2 separate regions of the Siniperca chuatsi genome follow, and region 2 is linked to region 1. A link is a contact called in public Hi-C data. All regions are on one chromosome and are shown on one strand. The core of a region is the stretch at or near the end of the contact, and the rest is flanking DNA. Distances in the headings are between cores, read along the strand shown.

Region 1 (7,330 bases), core at 2,743-5,242:
TCTCATCTTACAGATTTTTAAGTGTTTTGTTTAGTGCCAATTATTCAGAGTTGACAAATGTTTATTGGAGTGTTTGTTCTCTTATGTGGCAACTGTTCAAAAGTGCTAAATTAACTCAGAGTTGAATTATCTGTCAATTTTTTGCGATGACGTGTCTAAGAGGTGTACTCTACCAGCGAGTAGGAAAGTGACTCGGTAGAAGACGGTTCTATTTCCCTCCTGCAGAGAGCAGCGATATGTTCCTTGTTCATCCACATGTAGCTGATTTAAGACCACAGATGAGTCATCTGTCACTACTAAGGCTTTGAAGTCACTCTCAGTCAGCTGCACACACAAATTAGGAAGTGATAGTTGTAAGTAAGTGGGTGTAAAAGACAGTAAACATACATATTCATGATGATACTATACATCCAAATAAGGGACAAAATGTAATACATCAGGTATCAGGAAGTATGCAAAGTGGTTAAAAAGTGGGCTGTTTCCACTCAAGTGGTTTGAAAGTGCTAAGCGACTACTTATGCTTCTGTTTGTGTTGTTGCTTGAGAAATAGCCAGTGATGGCAGAGAGACCTTCTTAGTTCCTGGCACACCAGGGGCCCAGGAGTAGTGGTACTCTGGTCTTCCCAACAGAAGACGATGCCATGGAAGGAAACAGTTCAACACTGCCTGGCCTCCCTCCTCAGCCTGCACTGGATACTCTGGAGAAAGAGTAGAGACGCGTCATTCTTATGCATCAGGATTATTTGAATAATCTTTTTCATTAGCCCTGCACATGGACAGGCAGCAACAGCAGCGCCTAGCTTAGGAACACATTTACAAACTCGTGACAGCATGCGTCCATGTACTCTGAAGAATGGTGCACTCCCAGTACATAGGTACGACTAGCCCTCATCCACTCACTCACCAACAACATGCATACACAAACAAGCAAATAAAAATATACCACCGCAATCCTGCTGGCCAGAGGGAGAGGGGCAGATGTGTATCTTGTAGCGGCAAGAGAAGCAATCCATTACTCTTTGTTTCAAAAGCCCTGAAAATCATACCACACACACACGTGTCCTGTAAACATGCACTGAATATATATAGTATGTGTACACACTGTGCTTCCACAAGGATTTACACAGATACAAAGGGAAGGATCAGACAGAACAAACTTACCACACTTGTTAGGGCACAATCCTGAAGGAGAGACAAACAAATGATCTGAAAGTAATGCATCTCGTACACAGCAATGACTTACAAAAAGTGCCCTGCCTCATACTGTGCAGAACACGCACTGTTATTCATTCCAATTACCATCACGGATGAATGTGTCCAAGTGTTTCTCTAAGATCTTCCTGCCCTTCTCCATGATCTGAATGGCTTCAAATGTTACAGAGCCTTTAAAAAAAGAGCAGGCTTTATCTTAAAATCTGGTGAACACTGAGTTTGTTACGATTACAGTATCATATGTGAATACATTCAGTGATGATACAAGGGAACAATTACAATGACCTTAGTGCTAATTTTTTCCCCCAAGTTTCCAACTACTGTGTATCTTTTTCTTTGTTTCTCACCAGTGTGCTTGGTTTTCAAGAAGCGGTCAAATTCACTCTGGTACTCAGTTCTGGCTCTGTACAGAGTGGTGGGATCTGAGCAATGGGAAACAGACATTTTTTAATTGATTTTAATATTTTACAGTTTAGACATCTCACTCATACTTCTATCCAGAACAAAATGAGGGCCATAGCAGTAAAAGCTTCAACTGCCAGATCATAAAAAACCCTTAATGGCCTGACAATATTTAAGAAAATGTAATGAAAATAAGAGACAGCATATGAGACATAAGTGGCTTTACGTGAATTATCGGTATACTCCACACTCGTGCCATGTCATATTGTGCTAAACCAGGTCTTGATCTCACCAATGACTCCCTTTCGTTCCCGGCTGGTCTGTCTGTAGGTCACATAGGCATGGTCACAAATCTTTTTCATGTCAATCTGGTCTTGCACAGTGGGAGCAGAGAGGATAAAGTCCTCATGTAGGAGCCTGACACTGCGGTCACACTGCAGACAGGCCTTGGCAGCAGGGACACAGCAAAGCAGGGACACCAACATCAGCAGCATCTCCCCTCTGCACCCTCAACCTCCTGCACATCAGGATGAGTCACTTTGGGTCCTGTGATTTTTCAGTAAGTGCAGGTTCTGAAACAGAGTTGCCAAATATTACTGCTGCTACAAACACCACTATCACTGTTGCAACCATTACCTTACAGCAACTGGTACTTTTACTGTTACTACTGCTACCGTGAGTACTAGTGCACTTCTGTTTCTACTTTTACCATCAGGCCATCATTTCCATTGCCGTATAACCTGTTAGTGTAAGAAAAATGCTGTTGGGTCCATGTTGGCCTCATGTTTGCTGGGGCATGGTTACAGTATAGTATACAGTATATCAAATCAAATCAAGTTTATTGTCACATACACAATCCTACACAGCACAATGTCTAGTGAAATTAGTTCTCTGCATTTAACCCATTCTAATTATTAGGTGCAGTGGTCAGTGTAGTGTTTTCTGTCAATTTGGTTGTGGTTATTTCATTTAACACAAATGTATTAAGGAATATGCATGTTTAGTGCAGAAACTAACAATTACATTCATTATTGATCAATCTGACGTTTCTTTTGATTATAAATTATTCACTAAAGAAAATAGTAACAAATGGCCATCAAAATCACAAAGCCCTAGGTGACGTCTTCAGATTACTTGTTGTATCTGATTAACAGTCAAAAAACGCAAAGATATTCAGTTTACTATCACATAAGACAACTGAGAAACTGAAAATGGTGAATGTTTGGCAGTTTCGCAACAAAAAAAATGAATTAAACAATTAATTGATAATCAAAATAGTTGATTATAATTCTATCAATCAACTAATCGATTAATCGACTAATTGTTTTGGCTCTGTACATGTTCCCCACTTTGCCCAGTTGGAAATCCAGCTTTGGCTGCCTCTGCTACTGATATAAATACTTTAGTTTACAGCACTTAACTGCTTTAAATGCTGTTGCTGCTTCTGCTAATGCTACCACAAGTGCTACTAGCTGTCACTAGTACTTGCTATTGCTACTGCAACTTATGCTATAAGCTAGTTAGATAGGTTAATTCAGCCATTGGTGCCATCACCACTAATGTTGCTAATAAAAAACTGTAATAAAGCTAACTACTAGCTACATTGCTTGACCTTTTTCTACTGTTGCTAGTACTGTTGGCACTACTAGCCAAATGATATTAAATGGGACAACAATAACAAGAATATCAGCATGGCAAAAGAAGATAAACAAGGAGAAAAAAGAGCATAGTAGGGGCCTACTGGCTTTACCATGCTCTGTCATGTGTGTCGTTCAGCTCCTCTGTTTATAGCTTGTTGCTGTCACCCAGTGGTAGAATAGCATGTCCCAGTCACAACATTATTATTTGCTCTGGATGATCTCACCCCTGTTTCTTCAGGACAGTTGTGCAGTCTTGCTCCTGTGCCAGCTGATTTGGCTCGCAGTCCAGGCCAGTCAGATTCTGCTATTATTACATACAACAACAAATAGCAAAAAAAGCAACACAATTGTCTTCAAAGACAAAAAGTTAATAATAAAAAAAAGCTAAATCACATATATTCACAGTATTTTGTTTGTTAATAAAAACCGAAAAAAGATAAAATACCACGAATTGCATTTGATATTTGAACTGTTTCCATGGGCAACGGTCGCATATAAGATAAAAAACACAGACGATAATTTTAAAATAATAGTTAACATTAGTTTATCCATTTTATCTCCTGTGGGTTTGACAATTTCAGTTGCTGACAGTAAACACATTTAAAAACACATTTAAAAACTCTTGTAAATTTGGTAGTCTCTTTTTGAAACGAATTCTGTAGACTACCTTATTCTCACACTATATTTCCCAGAAGCCCACCGGATGACGTACTATGAGTGACAGATTACATGGACGAATCCGCTTCTAGCTCGTTGGTTGTTGGGCGGGACCATGGAACTTTAAACCGCGCTGCAGCTGCGCAATGGGCTAATGCGCTCACATACTCTATCCTATGTACACATTGACCCCCAGAGAGTCAACTGCGGAGGTAAGATAACTCTATTTTTATGATCCCGACGCTATAAATAACAGTTTGAGTGTATTTTCTAACTTAACATAACTCTAACGGGTGTTATTGACACAGCCAACATAGCTTTTAACTGTCAGCATGACCGTTTTGAAACCTAGTTCGTGACAACTGGTATAGCCGGTTACACTCTCACTGTAATGTCCCGATAACAGCCGTGTGGACGAGTGCTTGTGGGTTATCGATCAGGCACTGGCACATTGGATATGTTAGTTAGTTATGTCACCTTGACACGCTTGTGTAAAATGACATAAAAATGTGCACCTGGGGGCGCTGTTCGTGTCCACTGTGATCCTTTCAGGCAGATGCCAGTGTTTTCAGTGTATTGTTTTTGGTATTTAGCTACAACTAATGTGAACACAAAACAATTAGCAGTCACTATATGGAGAAAACGTTATCTGTGAGTTCGCTGCTGGTAAGAAAACATGCATAACCTACAGAGTACAGCCTACTGTACTGTACTGAGCAGAATGGTTATTTGCTGCTGTAGGCTATATCATAACAGTAAGCACTTTGCATTGCATACATTTGGTCCCCCAAACCAGCAAAATGTTAATGATTTCTGGTCACAGTGTGGAGGCTAATTTACATGGACTTAAACTTATCTGAAGAGTACAACATTAGCTCTCATTTTGAACCATGAATTCAGTAATATGTCCTAAACTACCCCTAGGATCTCCATAATATAAAAGAACAATTTACAGGAAGATAGAAATAGACATACAGCTGAAAACAAGGGCAACAAAGCTGAACAAAGATAGGTAAACAAACATTGAACTATTATGTACATACAAGTAGGTGGAAAAAAATAGGCATATATAAAAAGCAACAATGACCAACAACATACAATGTCTATGTACAAGTCAGGTTCCTGTAAATAGTATAGTTTATGCGTGATAAAACATTGTGTGTGCAGTATTGATAAAAAAAAAAATTGATGACATTTTCCTTAATAAGCAGTGTTTGCTAATATAAATCAAAGACACCCACAACACAATGTGTCATGGAATTGCTTGTACAATTAAGGCAATTGTTTTTTTTAACACAATAAACCAAGTTGGAATTGATCCAATAAACGGGGACTGAAAGGGGGGAGGTCTGGACCAACAAGTGTGGGAGTTAAATTATAGTATTTGGTACGAAATACATGAATAATTAAATTAAAATTTACCATATTAACAAGATGGTGCAGTTTTGTTTGTAATTGTACATTCAGAGGAGGTAAAGAATCTTATTTTAACAGAGCTTGTGTAATCTGGCATAAAGAGGAAGACTGTCAAGCAGAAGTCTGTCTGTGAAGTGCTGGTTTATGTACAGGAACCCAATTTTTGCAGGGTATGCATTTGCAAGGTTTCCTTCCCTCCCTGCTGCATAGCCACTAACCTTAATCAGATGAAAAAAATAATGTTAAGCTGAAACATAATGATACCTGTTGGGAGGTTAAATAGGGTTCTGTTGTGGATGATTGGCCTGTGCTCTGTCTGAAAACTGTAGGTTTGCTGCAGTGCAGTTATTTGAGGGCTGCTACTCTTAAATATAATTTACTCATATCCACGGTGCTCTTACCTGAGAGATAAATGTAACTGAGCCATGCTGACATGGTGTCTGTAATTTCTCTGATCATAGCCTGTTTTTATGGTGTCATTGGTTCTGTTACCGTCAGTGCCAATGTGGCTACAGAGCTGGCTTCCTGATATTTACCAGATTAAACCATCTGTGTTTTCTCTCTTTGCTGGATGCTGCTGCTGAACTATTCTTCTGGACACACTTAACAGCAAGTGCACACAGAACAGAAACATGTAGCTTTATTATAGACTAAGACATAGAATACACTAGTGTGGTGTACATATAGCAGCACTATAAGCAAATGTGATTACAGACATTTTGCAAGTACATCTGTATATGTAGGTTTTACAAAATTAACACACTTACAGAAAGAAAGAGGGAGCAAGTGATAAATGTCTTTTAATCATGATGGCATGCAGTGTGGAGAGCTCTAAAGCTATTTATAACTGTAGTTCCTTGAGACTGACAGTGGTGATAATTAGAACTGGATTGTCAAGCAAATGCCCTGTGTGATGGGGCATACGACCAACACTGGATTTGTATGTCCCATACTGATCATTTGGAATTTAACTAGTATTGACAATATATTATTTTGTTGCTTTACATATATACGCAGTTTATTTATGTATTCCCCCATCCTTACTGGACATTTAGGTTAATCAGTGTATGACATGATGATGTCTGCGGTGCCTTATTTCTTTTTTTTTTTGACACTTTTCGACTTTTTGGTTTTACACGTTGTGCCGAACTTCAACTGAATGTTGATCTCTTGTCTATCTCACAGGTTTGGACAAATCAGCCCTCATTCAGAAATGGAGACATTGCTGAAGATCGGCAGGTAGACATCAGGCTTTCTGTCACCTCCACTACTGCCAGTGTGAAGAGGATCTATTCCAGACTTTTTCACCAACACTGACAGCAAGTTAACTACAGCTGTCCAATCCTTCTCCAAACCTGCTTCCTTACACACCTCACTGCCTAAAGTCTTCAGTATGTATCAGATTGTCCCGGTGGCTCCTGGGGAGCAGCAAACGGCTGGGGCAGCTAGTGGTTCTCCACTGAAGAAGAAACTGGCTCATGAAGGCCGGCCTCTGGTGATGGCAGGCATGTTTGGCTGTGTGTTGGTGCTGGCTGCTGTGATTGCCTGGTGCTACTACTCAGCGTCCCTCCGTAAAGCCCAGCTGCTGAAAGCTGAGCTGTTGGACCTCAACAAGGATGGTTTTATCATTCGTAACCAAGCGGGGGCCGTCATCTTCAGTATGACCTTCAGGTGGTTTCACTGCAGGGATTAATTTCATCATTGATTAATCTCCTTATTATTGTCTTGATTAATCTTTTTGTCTATTAAAATCTTTGGCATTTTCTGCTTTGAAAGTGACTCAAATAATTAATCGATTATCAAAATAGTTGCAGATTAATTTTCTGTCATAATGATTTAAACTTTACTAATAAGTAAGGGAGATGTAATATGTACGTTACAAGGATTATCCTGCTGATGCCCTTTCAGAGCAATCAAAATACAGAGTGACCAGAAAAACGGTAACATTTGTGCATTGTAATGGGATCCACTGCACTCCTGTAATAAATACGTTGCCAGCCAGTA
Region 2 (7,330 bases), core at 1,562-4,061, 160 kb before region 1:
CATGTATCCCTAACTGACCCATTTATAACGAGTGACAACAGTCTACACATAACATTTACTGCAAATGTACACATTTTCACTAAGAAAAGGCACAAATGCAAAGGTCGCTTTGGGGATTTTAAGAATCAATACTGGACAACTGAACTTAAAAATCTGAATTAATCCTAAAATGTATTTTTTTCCAGTACTACATGAGAACATATTGTCTTATTCTTGATAACCCCATTACTAGCAGTAATCTGTGTTTAGTGTGTGTCAATTCAGTGGGTGTGAAAGAGACAAGAAAGATCAGGTGAGAAAACTAAATCTTTTTATGGTTTGTGAGGTTTACTGGCTGCAGGTGGTGGAAGAACAGAGACTTACAGAGCTGTAGTCCAGCAGTGGAGCTTTCAGACACTCGAGCTCGGAGGGCAGCGTGTCATGGCTCTGGGTCACCAACACGATGCCGTCAAAACTAAGAAAAAAAGACAATACCATCATCTAACACAACCATCTGTTCAAATGCACAAAATAACTCACCAACACGCCGGCAGCTTATAAATGAGGAAGCGCAGCATTTTTCTTAATACTCACTTCTGGTTCTTGAGGTCGGTGGTCCATTCAAGAGGCTGGACGCTGGACAGAGAAACACACAAAAAAAAACAACTCTTGTATAAGCAATGTCAGCATTGCCTGACACAGATAAGCTAAGATATATCCAACAGAGTGATGCAATTAGACTCTTGCGTCAGTTTTTATAATGCAGGTTAATGATAACAGAGTAACTGAAAGTGCAGAAACCTGCAAGACCTTTGAGATCTGCTTTAATTTCAGCTGTTAAAAAGAGTGTGACAGGTTCATTTCTTGTCTCACTGCAGTGAAATTAAAACTTTGTACCTAGTGTGCACTTTATAGGGCGCAGTCACCACAGTTTGCAGTGGATGATAATGTTATGTATAACTAGTTTTATCAGTTGTCTTTTTACACTCTCACGCATTTCTGGCATCATAATGACACTTTCCAAGAAAAAGTGTATAATAACAATCTAATAGCAAAAGTCAGATCACCCGTTGTCACAAATTGTGACCTGGAAGTAACCAGCAGGGCTCCATCCGTGGATCTCAATGGTCGAGAGGGCACATACCAAGTCAATAAGTCAGAGATGTAATTAGGAGCAAAACAATTTAAGGCCTTAAAAATCTTATAAATCTAACAGGGAATCAGTGTAGGGGACATATTACCCCAAGATTTCTTGCAGCCTGCTCAGTATTGTTTGACAGACCACCAAGATTAGCAGCAAAAGAGCTGATGGAATTTAGGGGACTGAACAGAATGACCTCAGACTTAAATTGTTGTTAAATTTAAGGAAGTTTTGGGACATCCAGAATTTAATATCAGAGAGGCAGGTTGTCAGATTAGCTAGACTGATAGGATCTGCGGGTTTTAACAGCAAATATGGCTGAGTGTCATCGGCATAGAAATAGTAATGTACATCATGATTTTGAATAACCAGGCCAAGTGGCAGCATATATAGAGAGAACAGAAGGGGGCCAAGAACGGAGCCTTGAGGGACACCACAGCTCAAACGAGCCGTCGAGGAAGTTACCCAGAGCGACATAAAAAGTTCTGTTGGAGAGGTAAGAGAAGCCAAGAGCTGAGCCCTTGATTCCTACCCAAGTCTCTAAGTGATGCAAGAGGATACCATGATCGACAGTATCAAAGGCAGCACTTACAGTGTAGTCAGACTGAAAGTAAAAGGTAAGAAAAAACGACTGAGGTTCTATTTAGTGGAAACTAAATCCAGAGAAGAGCAAACCTCTATTGCAACATAAGAGGATCAGATGTATCCACTTTGAGTTGCGAATGAAAAATAAATATAGCATTTGGGCGAACTATCACAGATCAGTTAAATGACCATAAACCATGTGAGGAAAGCGAACTGGAAAAGAAAACTGTTTTTGCAAAATAACAGGTCTAACAGTGGGAAATACCTCCTTGAGCAGTTTAGTGGGGATGGTATCTAGGATGCAAGACATCCTAGATACAAAGTTCACATGGGAGACTGTACTCTCTAACACTGAAATTGTAATAGGTTGTAAGGGACCTGATGTTTTCCACATTATTGTGTAGTCAGACTGAAAGTGAAAGGTAAGAAAAAACGACTGAGGTTCCTTTTAGTGGAAACTAAATCCAGAGAAGAGCAAATCTCTATTGCAACATAAGAGGATCAGATGTATCCACTTTGAGTTGCGAATGAAAAATAAATCTAGTATTTGGGCGAACTATCACAGACCAGTTAAATGACAGTTAAATTAAACCATGTGAGGAAAGCATGGTGTTATATAGCTGCGGGGGAAAGTATCCTATTAAACAAACGCAAATTAGGCGGGTAACACCCGTTAATCTTACCTGGTGCACATTTTAGTCCTCTTCCTCCGGTGTCTTCAGAATGAAATAGACAGCTGATTGCCGGTGACAACGGATACTTCCCTTCACTCCTCCCTGGTTGATCACATGATCCCTTAACTTGCACTCATGCTGCCTTCGCGGACTTCTTTTAGCTCGTAATTACGACCATCCCAGTCGTAAAATGCAACTTCTCTCTGATTTAAGAGCTTACAATAATGTCTATTGAAATATGAAGTAGTTACTTTTGGTTCCAGTTGAAGTAGTAAAAGTGTAGGAATCTGGTTATCCAAAAAAGTAAAACTGTTAAAACGTTTAATCCTATTTACGGTAGCTAGTATAGCTGTGTCAAGTACGCAAAAGTTGTTAAATTCCCACTGCACTTGAAGAGGCACATTTAAGGATACGGTAGGGAATTGTAGTTTCCAGAACTCATTCAACAAACGCGAATGCAAAGCAGCATGCAGATGATTATATGATCACTATAGCAATTATTGCTTTACATGATATAACAATCATGGCTACACTCTGTCGTTAGCTTCGGTTGAGCAATTTATCTCGCTTTTGACAGGACTACCCTCATGGACTACAAACACTAACCGGAAGTAGACAAACGTAGTGTTTTCTGTGCAGAACAGTAGAGGTGAGTATTAACTAGAGACAGTACAAAGGGCAAGAAAGAAGTAGTAGCTGTCCTGGTTATTCAGTAGCAGGTTAAAGTGTCACATTCCTCTTTAAAATGGCATTTTATCTAAGATAAAAGCCAAACTGCAAAGCTACAGATCGAGCTGCAGGTAGGCAGAAGTTACCCGCTGCTGCAGCTGCCTTCATGGTTTTCTTATCCTGGTTATGATTTACAGCTCTATTATCAAGTGATAGCAGGTTCATGATAATTGGACGTTGCGGCAGACATGCTGACATCATTTCTACATTTGTACCCCATTTTGGCAGCCTCCTCTCGACAATTTGTTCTCAAAGTTTTTGTGATTTTGTGAGTATTGAGAGTTTTAAGACTTTTCCTTTGGACAGTAGAAGTCAGATAAGTTAATAGATTTCCTAGGTAAGCCTGGGAAATTTCATACATTTTAACAAACAAGCGAGTTTTGGTAAGAACATACAAGAATTGCAATTTTCTTTGCATTATAAGCAAGTTTTCAGCTGCCTCTCTCTCTAAAGAAAGCCCAGTGTGGTGATATAAAGATACGGAAAGGTCATGTAGCAAAAGGACCAGTGCTGAAATGATAAGTCGATACATCGATTAGTCGACAGAACTGAAATCGCTGACATTTTTTGCTAATCGATTTTACCAAGGAAAAATGCCTCTTAAATGTGAGGATTCACTGATTTGTTCTCTTTTATACTATTTTAAATTTCATATCTTGGTTGGACAAACAAGTGATTAACTGAAAAAGTAAATGAAATAAATGGAGGTTTTGGATAGGATCTACTTTGACTTTATGCCTTCAAGACACCCTCAGAGAAAGAAATCTAATTTTCTGGTTGATTTCTAGTTCCTCTCTGCTTGTCTGTCACGTGTCATCTGTTTTCCTTCCTCTTCTCCTCGATAGATGAGACTTGCTCTTCGCTCCTTTTGCCTCCTCAGGAGTTTGTTCTCTCAAAGGCAAACAACAAACCCCCAGAGACGGCGAGGCTTGAGCGGTGCAGCGATGCGTCTGGTGCAGTTTCATCGCCATGGCGACGGAGGAGGCATCAGAGTGGGAGTGGAGCAAGAGGAGGGGCTCGGCGTGGTGGATCTGAAGGCGTTTGACCCCTCCATGCCCTCGACCATGAGAGAGCTGCTGGAGCTGGGAGACAGGGGTCTAGAGTGTGCACAGAGGTATGCTTACATTCAGTCATATTATTATTAAATATCTTTGTCTACTCTGTTTTGACTCTACATTAGTTTGTCCATAATGAGGGACTACACCGTCTCTACATTAGTTCCTAAATCGCCGTCTTCTTCATCTTCATCATCTTCTTTAATTAAGCTTTTCTTCCTCCCAAATCCTTGTCTTCCTCCTCCTCACCATCTCCTGAATAAATCATCTTCAGGGTTACCATAATCTTCGTTTTTCCTGAATAAATGTCATGTAATAAAATCAACAACCTTTTTGCATAATCATTTTCATCATCATCTTTCTTAATTATCATATTCTTGATCGTCTTGGATCATCACCACCTTAATAAATCAGCAACCTATGCTTGTTAAGTCGTCTTCATAAATCACGCTCATCGTAAAACATCACCCACCACCTTCCTCAAATCAACTAAATTGTCACTTCTTTAATCTTGTTCCCACGTTAATTAACAACTTCATCCTCCTCATCTTCCTGAATGGACTTGTTTAAGTTAGCATCTTCTCCCTTCATCTTCTCTTTGTTTTTATCTTCCGCAACATCATGCCAAATCATCATGTGACTCGTCCTCCTCCTCCTCCTCTTCCTCAGAGCCTTGTCGTCCGGTCAGTGTGTGCTGGAGCGATCGGACATCCAGCTGCTGTCTCCTGTGTTGGCCCCGGAGAAGGTGGTGTGTGTGGGTATGAACTACCGGGACCACTGCCTGGAGCAGAACGCCCCGATCCCCAAAGAACCGATCATCTTCAGCAAATTCCCCAGCGCCATCACCGGGCCGTATGATGACATCCTTCTGCCCTCAGAGAGCCAGGTGAGAGTGAGCACGCCATCTTTATTTATATGTCACTTTTCAAAAAAAAAAGAGGGGACAAAGTGCTTTACAGGGAGAAGAAAAAGAGGGAAAAAGGGAGATAAAAGAGAAGTTATAAAATCAAGAAAAAGCCAAAGAAAGCAAAAGGGTTTTAAGATGCTTTTTAAAGATGTGCACTGATTTGGTTTCTTTGAGACATTGATGGAGGTTGCTCCAGGGTCAAGGAGAAACAACAGCAAAAGCACAATCAGCTTTAGCTTTCAGCCTTGAACTCGGAGCAGCTAGAAGTCTATTAAAGGAAAAACCAACACAACAAGTTTGACTTCCTCTGATTGGATGGTCAGTGGGCAACGTGCTGACTGGCAGGCCAGGCATTAAAACAGGGCCAAAATTCGTGCTTGTAACTCATAGTTTGTAGCTTGTAACTTCAGTGTCTCATCCAAAGATAGGACATTTGTGTGTCCGTCTCTCAGACTATGTGAAACCTCACTGTTGAAACTATTCTTGCACATATTTTAATTACACATGCACAAAATAATTCTACAGCTGCAAAACCTTTTTTTTTTTACAAAGTCACACATTCAGGTACGTGTATGTACTTTTTTTTTTAAACACACACACACAAAAGGTGATATACAACTGCAGGCTGTGAAATTATTTGTGAACATCATTTCACAAGCTCAAAATATTAATGACCCTAATTTGCTTCCATAGAATGGTGAAGAAAAACAAGCATAGCCAGACATAACTAAAGGACATATAGCATCACAGACGGTCACAGACATCACTAAATAGATTTAAAGATGAAAGTTTATATCATTTGGTGTTATGGTGGTGGAGAGCATTGTCTTAGACATTGGTCTAAAATCTTCCATAGGTGTGAAACTGGGTTGAGATCTGGTGACTGTAAAGGCCGTAGCATTTTATTTACGTCACTTTCATCCTCACCAAACCATTCAATGAGCCCTGGTGCACGGAAGCATCTGCATTTGATATGTTTCTCCACTCTTTTATTCAGGTTTTTCCTTTATTTTGTCCCTCGTCTGTACAAGCGAAGACTTTCTCCCTAGGAGGAGCTGAGTGTCATTTTGCCCGTCTCTTGAGCACTTGATCTTATTTTTTGTCTTGAAAGAGTCCAGACTAATTTATTCAAGAAAACTGCAGAAATAAGTTCATTTGCACCATAATGAAATCCAACCGCTTCACTTCCACTTTTTTGTGTAAAATGAGACCAAATCCTGCCCTGTGTCCCAAGTCCATACATACTGATTGTATACAGTATGCACATGTTTTTATGGACACAAAATCAATAAACTTTACTGTTAATACCAAGAGGAAATTATATGTGTGGTGCTGAATGTCAAACTCAACAAATTCAATACTTTTTAGTTGTTTTCCAAGAACTTTGTGGAACTGTCTCACCAACATTTGGAATATATTTACATTTTTTGCAGGTGTGAGTAGTGCCTCCATTTCGTTTGGGCATTACATTGTGGGACAATAGTGTGAATCAACAGCACACTCAAAAAGCAAGCATTTTTAAAAATGCATACTGACTATTTTGAGTATACTTGACTTCACTACATACTATAAGCCTGCTTAGAATTAGTGTGTAGTTTGTTGCGGTGCTTCTTGATGCTGTATTTGCGTCATCTTGGTATTTTGTCTGACTGAAGGAGGTGGACTGGGAGGTGGAGCTGGCCTTTGTGATCGGACGAAGAGGAAAACACATCAAGGTAAGCATCACAACATCCCCTCAGATGGCCATGACGCTTTGATGCTCTGGTGAAAGCATCTATTCTGACTCTGACATTTCCACTCCTCTTGTTGTTCAGGAGGAAGACGCGCTCGCCTATGTGGCCGGATTCACGGTGGCCAATGACGTCAGTGCACGTGACTGGCAGATGAAGCGCAACGGGAAGCAGTGGCTCCTGGGAAAAACGTTTGACAGCTTCTGTCCTCTCGGTCCTGCGTTAGTAACCACCGACGCTGTGAAAGGTGAGAGGGAACAAGAAACCAGAGCAGGGAGAGCGAGACAGAAAGGGGGAATTGAAGACAATCTTGTGAATTATATGTGATTTTGTACTTCAGGAACAAGCTATAATTCTGTTAAAGGTGTGGTTTCTTAAGCTGACTGATATTTACCATCATAAAGCTCCAGTCGAAATGGATTTCTATGGTTGAAAACATTCCTGATGAATGTAGGTTATCATGTTTATGGCACGATCTCCAGAACACAGTAGATTTCAGGTTATCCTTAGAGTCAATAATATGAGGTTTA

Evidence for each region. A called contact is a pair of places that touch in the nucleus more often than the background predicts.
Region 2: a contact with region 1 is called in a Hi-C map of skeletal muscle, with 4 times the contacts expected there. The contact joins the promoter of fahd2a here to the promoter of LOC122875976 in region 1. A contact is called at or near these places in 2 of 3 Hi-C or Micro-C datasets (skeletal muscle and an unstated tissue).

Annotation. Positions count from the first base shown.
Region 1 is chrLG5:24,669,807-24,677,136 of ASM2008510v1, reverse strand. LOC122875976 (myogenesis-regulating glycosidase-like) reads left to right here and starts at 3,992. Exons shown (of 6, transcript XM_044195724.1): 1 at 3,992-4,122; 2 at 6,512-6,997. The coding sequence starts at 6,720. LOC122875978 (izumo sperm-egg fusion protein 1) reads right to left here and starts at 3,973. Exons shown (of 12, transcript XM_044195729.1): 1 at 3,921-3,973; 2 at 3,478-3,554; 3 at 1,906-2,185; 4 at 1,559-1,633; 5 at 1,299-1,382; 6 at 1,161-1,181; 7 at 943-1,032; 8 at 570-697; 9 at 174-324. The coding sequence starts at 2,107.
Region 2 is chrLG5:24,828,871-24,836,200 of ASM2008510v1, reverse strand. It overlaps fahd2a (fumarylacetoacetate hydrolase domain-containing protein 2A), which reads left to right and starts at 2,811. Exons shown (of 8, transcript XM_044196068.1): 1 at 2,811-3,028; 2 at 3,954-4,222; 3 at 4,833-5,049; 4 at 6,726-6,785; 5 at 6,885-7,047. The coding sequence starts at 3,954. It overlaps zgc:152830 (putative aminopeptidase W07G4.4), which reads right to left and starts at 2,506. Exons shown (of 16, transcript XM_044196065.1): 1 at 2,389-2,506; 2 at 574-615; 3 at 364-454. The coding sequence starts at 2,399.